Regions from separate parts of the Xenopus laevis genome. Here region 2 is linked to region 1. A link is a contact called in public Hi-C data. All regions are on one chromosome and are shown on one strand. Each heading gives the region's core, a stretch centred on a gene start, on an enhancer-like site or on the middle of the called end of the contact. The rest is flanking DNA. Distances are from core to core; before and after follow the strand shown.

The links. Hi-C and Micro-C count contacts between places; a contact is called where the count stands out from the background.
Region 2: a contact with region 1 is called in a Hi-C map of the XL177 cell line, with 4 times the contacts expected there. The contact joins two enhancer-like sites. A contact is called at or near these places in 2 of 4 Hi-C or Micro-C datasets (the XL177 cell line and the XTC cell line).

Annotation. Positions count from the first base shown.
Region 1 is chr9_10L:117,249,495-117,252,439 of Xenopus_laevis_v10.1, forward strand. It overlaps tnrc6a.L (trinucleotide repeat-containing gene 6A protein), which reads right to left. Exons shown (of 22, transcript XM_018236555.2): 22 at 1-380. The coding sequence ends at 14. Among protein-coding and RNA genes, the nearest start is that of LOC108701642, 40 kb to the left of the region's middle. Within about 2 kb of position 1,322, at least 1 of the 7 cell types and tissues checked has an H3K27ac peak or open chromatin away from gene starts, as enhancers often do.
Region 2 is chr9_10L:117,331,422-117,334,551 of Xenopus_laevis_v10.1, forward strand. No RefSeq gene overlaps it. Among protein-coding and RNA genes, the nearest start is that of tnrc6a.L, 23 kb to the left of the region's middle. Within about 2 kb of position 1,485, at least 1 of the 7 cell types and tissues checked has an H3K27ac peak or open chromatin away from gene starts, as enhancers often do.

The DNA of each region.
Region 1 (2,945 bases), core at 72-2,571:
CATAGAAGAAAGGCTACATGGGCTCTCCGTTTAACTGGTCAACAGAAAGGAAAGCGGGGACAGGTGATGGACTGCTCAAGCCCCTGCCCTCATTACTCGGGTTACCCCATAAGCTTGTTGAATAATTCGGGGTGCCCCAGAGAGAAGTGCCATGAAGGTCTCCAGAGCTAGAGCCAGAAGCTCCCGGACTGTTCCAGTGATTGATATCTCCACGGTTCGAGATGCTGTGAGGACTGTCTAGGGATCCTAGTCGGCTGTGCCCAGAGCCAAGGGACTGCCAGCCGGGGGAAGGAGTCAGAGACTGGCCTTGTGCAAAGAAACGACTTATCTCCTCTTCACTGGCAAACTCAGCAAGTATAGTAGTGTTCCCTAAAACACACCTGTTGGGGGGCAAAAAAAAAAAAAGTATTAATTCGACTGATTGTTAAACCTGCACTTAATAGAAAAGGTAAACTGGTGTCCAGGCTCTATAGGTCATTACTACTCTGCTCTCCAGACCCATTCGCTAAAGCTCAACAAAAATGGCAGGTAAGAGATCCACTCATTAGGCTCAGGAGGCCATTGAGGGCCTGTACGGCTTCCTGATACCGATTAAAGACCGACTTATTCAATTCAAATTCACACACCAGCTCTATATGACACCGATTAAGCTAAAGAAGCTCGGTAGAACCCTCAAAGCCAGATGCCCCAAATGCCAACAGCCTGATGCCAACTTTTATTATATGGTTTGGGAGTCCAACCTGGTCTTCAGCTTTTAGTCCAAAGTGGTTGAGCACTTACAAGAACAGCGGTCATTCCCTGGGACTGACACGCCTGCTGGGAATAGTGGAGGGCCTGCTTCCGTTAACTAGATCTAGAATTCTCATTAAAACCGCTCTGTATTAAGCCAAGAAATCCGTAGTAATGCACTGGATGTCCCCCAACCCCCCACAATGCAACACTGGCTGTATTTGGTAAATAAAGGGCTAATAAACATAAACCGACATATGAAGCCAGAGGATGCCCCCATGGCTAGATGTGCACCCAGAACATGAGCCCCTTACCTCCTGCCTTCATACACCCAGCTAACCCTCCTGGCATGAGATAAGATAGACATGTATCACTAACAGTTTTGTTGTGAATATTATGCACACAGAATTTAATGCAGACTAAATTGTATGTTTATTTGCTTGTTTTGTTTGTACATTCCCAACCCCTTCCCTCCTCTCCCTATTGAAAAACCAAATTAAAAAAACAAAAAACCTGCACTTAATAGCAACACAGGGCAGACAAAAAAAACAGACTTGGCTTTATTTTGTCTGCTGCAGGCAACTAATGTGAACCTTATCACAGCAGCAATGCAGTAGCAAAGGCCCAATTCTCATTCTGATGAAGTCACACAACAGGTGTAGCTAGCAGCTAACTAGAACTAACTATATGGGCATCACCCATATGAGCTAACGCCTTACGGATCCATAAATGGATTATCGATGTAACGCTTCATATGTGGACCAAATGATGGATCTCACACAGTGTGACCCCCTTCCTATTCTCAACATTCATGCAGAGAACTCGTAGCATTAGAACAGAATCTGCCGATACACCATGCACTGGCTGAAAAGGTGCATCCACTGATCACATCCACTAAACTCATTCGATCCCCGAACCAACAAATTGTATGAAATTTTGTGTAGTTAATACCTTGGTCAATCAGTTTTACAAATAGTAGTAAATGCCAAAATATGCAGTCATAGTTGGGGGCCAACACACCCAGGTTAAAACCTATAGGTGTGTCTAATAGGCAACATCCCTGTGTTCTCTACATTTCTCTTTTCATGCAGGAGTTGGGTGTCAGATATTCATTGACAGTTAGATCCAATATATCTTATAGGGGGGCTCCTTTTGCCTAGAAGATGTATTAGAGCTCACTCTATTGAAATCACCAGACATCATGTCTCTCTACATGCAGAATTTGTGCAAAAGGCAGTTATTTTGTTAGATCTTGATTATTGAAGAAACAATGCAAAATATTTAATTGATTGTATTTAGAAAGTTTGTTATTTAAGTATGATGACGTGTTCATTACATTTTTATTTTCACAATAGTTCTCCTTTAATATTTCCCCCCACCAATTAATTTGGAGCAGATTGCAATTTCACTTTGGATGTTAAGGTGTAAAATCAAGTGGGACAATGACAGAACAGCAATAGTACCCCCCACCCCCCCATACATGGGCCTTAAAAGTTTAGATCAACTAGACGAGATAATATACACGCAGGCAAATCCTCCGCTCACTGGCAGCTTAAAGGAGAAGGAAAGCTACGGCAGTTTATTCCCAATAGATTAGCTGCAATAGTGCAAGCTATAACACTATATTTATTCTGTAAAAAGCTCTAGAAGCTCTCTGTTTGTTTAGGATAGCAGCTGCAGTATTAGTTTGGTGTGACATCAGTTCCTGCCTGAGTCTCTCCCTGCTCACTCATAGCTCTGGGCTCAGATTACAGAGGGGGGGGGGGGGGGGAAGAGGAGCAAACTGAGCATGCTCACGCCCGGGGCAAGGAGGTTTAAGCTGAAAACAGGAAGTCTGATAAAGAAGCCCATGAGTACACAATAGAAGGAAAGAAATGCTGTGTTTCTTTTAACAGAGGACTCAGAGCAGAATTACTTTGAGGGTTTACTGGTATATTGAGGTGGACCTTTCTGATAAGGCTTACTTAGTTTTAACCTTTCTTTCTCCTTTAAGACACCATTACACAGCACCTACTAAGGATTCAACGGGTTGAATGATGGGTAATGGTAGAACATTTCCCAGAGGGAAGTTGCAGTTTAGCCTGAAGACAGTAAGCTGCCCATGCTTGAACTATGGAGTTAGGAAGTATGTAGTTGCACCTTAGGCCATGAAAAGGTGCGAGTGAATTATTCACAGTACTAGGAGATCCCAATATTAAAAAAAAAAAAAAAAAACT
Region 2 (3,130 bases), core at 235-2,734, 82 kb after region 1:
TAATTTATTTGATCGGAATGGTTAGTGGCAGGTCGGGAGATGGGGAAGTCCGATCGTACGATGATTTGTACAATTGGATCCTTGCGTCTATGACCAGCTTAAGGGCAGAGACGCTCAGATTCGGGAGATTCAGACGCTTAGCGACAGATCTCCTCTTCTTCGGGGCGACTAATCTCCCGGAACTGCCTCCTGCTGGCTACAATGTAAATTGCCGGCGGGATGGCAATTGGTGCACTTCGTTTTCCGAAGTTGCCTCACGAGGAAAGTTTTGGCAACTTCGGAAAACAAAGCGATCCGAGTGCCATCCCATCGACGATTTACATTCTAGGCGATTAGTCACCCGAAGATGAGTTGATTTGACGACGGGCATCTAAATCTCCCCGAATCTGAGCATGCGTCTTTGCCCTAAATGGTAGGGCTAGGGCTACTCCATTTCTAAAACATTCAGCATCGTAACAAGAGTGTGCCCAGGCAACATCGGGCTGATCCGATCAAGAAAGATCGGATCATAGCGAGGAGAAAACGGGCAGTCGGATCGATGACTGCATCAACTAATCGATTCGTTCCTTGATCCGACGGGAGTTTTAAGCCCGACCAATCGACATCTGGACGACTTTTGGGGAAGCCTATTGGAGGGTCCCATACACTGCCGACTTAATCTGTCAGCAGTTTATATCTGCCCTTGTATGGGGGGCCTTAACTTGTGTGCTCCAGGGCAGGGAGAGTTATTGAGCAAATCGGGGAAGAAAAAAGGTAAGATTGGATCGGATTGGGGGCAGGTCAGGGGCTCAATTTAGAGATTATAACAATATGCCAACAATTACATTTTACAGGTTAGGTCAGTAAAATACTGGCTGGAAGGAAGCAGCGCTGATCCCATAGATCTCTATTGGAACTGCAGGTGTCAATGGGCTGGAGGCCACTTGGGTAACCAAAGAATATGGTCAGGCACATAACTATAGGGCACCAGTCCTCCCTGCCAAATAATATTCGGAGGGGCCCGACATGCTCAGAAATCCACTTGCATGTGCACACATTTTCCAGCTCTCTAGCAGAGTTATAAAGGTAACTGACCCCATGATCCAGGACCCCCTATCCCACGACTGCAGGAGCCTCCTCTATAGTTACCCACTGAATATGATTTCTCTTCTTTTCTAGCAACTAAAATATCAATGGGAATGTGTACATATTACTTTAAGGGCAATGACAGCAATTGGGGTTGGGGGGGACAATGCTTGAAACGCGTTGCACCCAATGGTGTGAGTACAGGTGCAGGTTCAGTAGGATTCCCTTGTCTTTTTTCATCCTCAGCCACAACAATGAAGATTCCAGGGAAACAATAATGTTCATAGTCATTCACAGGATATATTTATCTTTCATTCAGAAGACTGCATTCATTGATTGCCTGGAGCACTACATACTTACACCCGTATCCCAGGATGCACTGCACACTTCCCTGGCACTGCAGCTGAACTACACCCTAATCATTAACCTGTATATGTGCGGATATTATAGGTTGGTTGGGGAGGAGGGGGGAGGGGAGTGGCACATTGTCCCTACTTGCCCTGGTAATGCACCAGGGTCCCTTAATGCAGGGGAGAAGCCCAGGCTTGTGCAGGGAGACGGGAGGAAGAGTATGAAGAGTATGAAGAGTGTGAAGGGCTGTGGGTGCCTCTTGTTAGAAATATATTAATAGCACTTCTGTAATGTCTGAGTCGGGAAGGTTTATTATTTTCTTTCATGTACAGAAGCCCTGCCACCTCCCCGAGACTAAATGTCACCTGCAGAACTACAGTCTATTGTAAATCAGCAGGAGAGCGCCATCTATTGCTGGTTTTGGGTAAAAACTCTGAATTTTCTAGGACAAATTTGCCCAGATTTTACAGATGAGGAGGGGTGTCGATTTAGTGATGCTGCTATCCCATCCATCTCTCAGTTCTTTCATTTTCAGGTTTATGTCACAGAGCCAAGGAAAATATATTATGATTTGGATGAACAGGTTTAACAACCTACCTCTCCACTTCTCCTAATACACAGACATCAGAGCAACTGCCTCTTACTTGCTCCTAGGGTTGCCACATTCTCTGGGAAAAAGTGCCGGCCTAGTTATATGGTTTCTTCTCTGCACTATTAATATTCACATCAAGCTGTATATTTATAAGCCAGGCTGCTAATGTACCGACTAGGTGGCAATTCTACCTGCTCCTAATACAGGGGAAACAGAGACCCAACCTTCTTTAAACCTCCCACCTCTCCCCTCCTATAATACATGGGCCCCAGGGTCCCTACTTCTCTCCTCTTCCTAATACATGGGCAGCGTTGGACTGGAGATTCGGAGGCCCAGTGGTGCGTCTACCACAGCAGCCCCATCCCATTCCGGGCCCCTTTGCCCAGGCAATCTGTGGGTTCTGGCAAATGCCAGGACTTCTGTAACATGCTATAGACACTCACTATTTATTGGGCTGTTTGGGCCTCTGTGTACCTAAAATGGATTATTTTGATTCTCAGTACAGATCTGCCCCTGCCTCTTCCACAACCCCCCTAAAGGCTCCCCGCCTCAATTGCAAACCCCCCTCTGGGCCCCCCGCACATACACGTAGTTGCAGCGGAGAAAGGGGGGGAGGATTAGATCAGGGGGCAGTGTGGGCTGTAAACAGGTGCGGGTCTGGGCGGCTGAGCCCATAAGGGCCGGGGCCCACCGGGTTTTTACCCAGTGTCCCAGTTTGGTCCAGTTTGACCCTGTACATGGGCCCCAGGGTCCCTACCTCTCCCCTCCTTCTAATAAACAGACCTCAAAGCACCTAAAAGAGAAGGATCAAACTGCCAATTTTGGAAGGAAGAGGAAGGGTCCCCTACCATTTCCCTCCTCCAAATAAACAGACCTCAAAGCACCTAAAAGAGAAGGATCAAACTGGCAATCTGGAAACTCTGCTAAATGCTGAAAGCTGTTGGGGCCACTGTGTACCTTCCAGGGCTTAATTTATTTATTTATTTTTTTCCTCATACAAGTTGTTTATTAAACACTGTTTTCTACATTGGATTAACATCTTTACATCTTATACAATACAGTTTTCAGGGTTAGATGCAGGAAACCACGCTTGCACAGAGATGCACATTTTGAAGGTTCTAT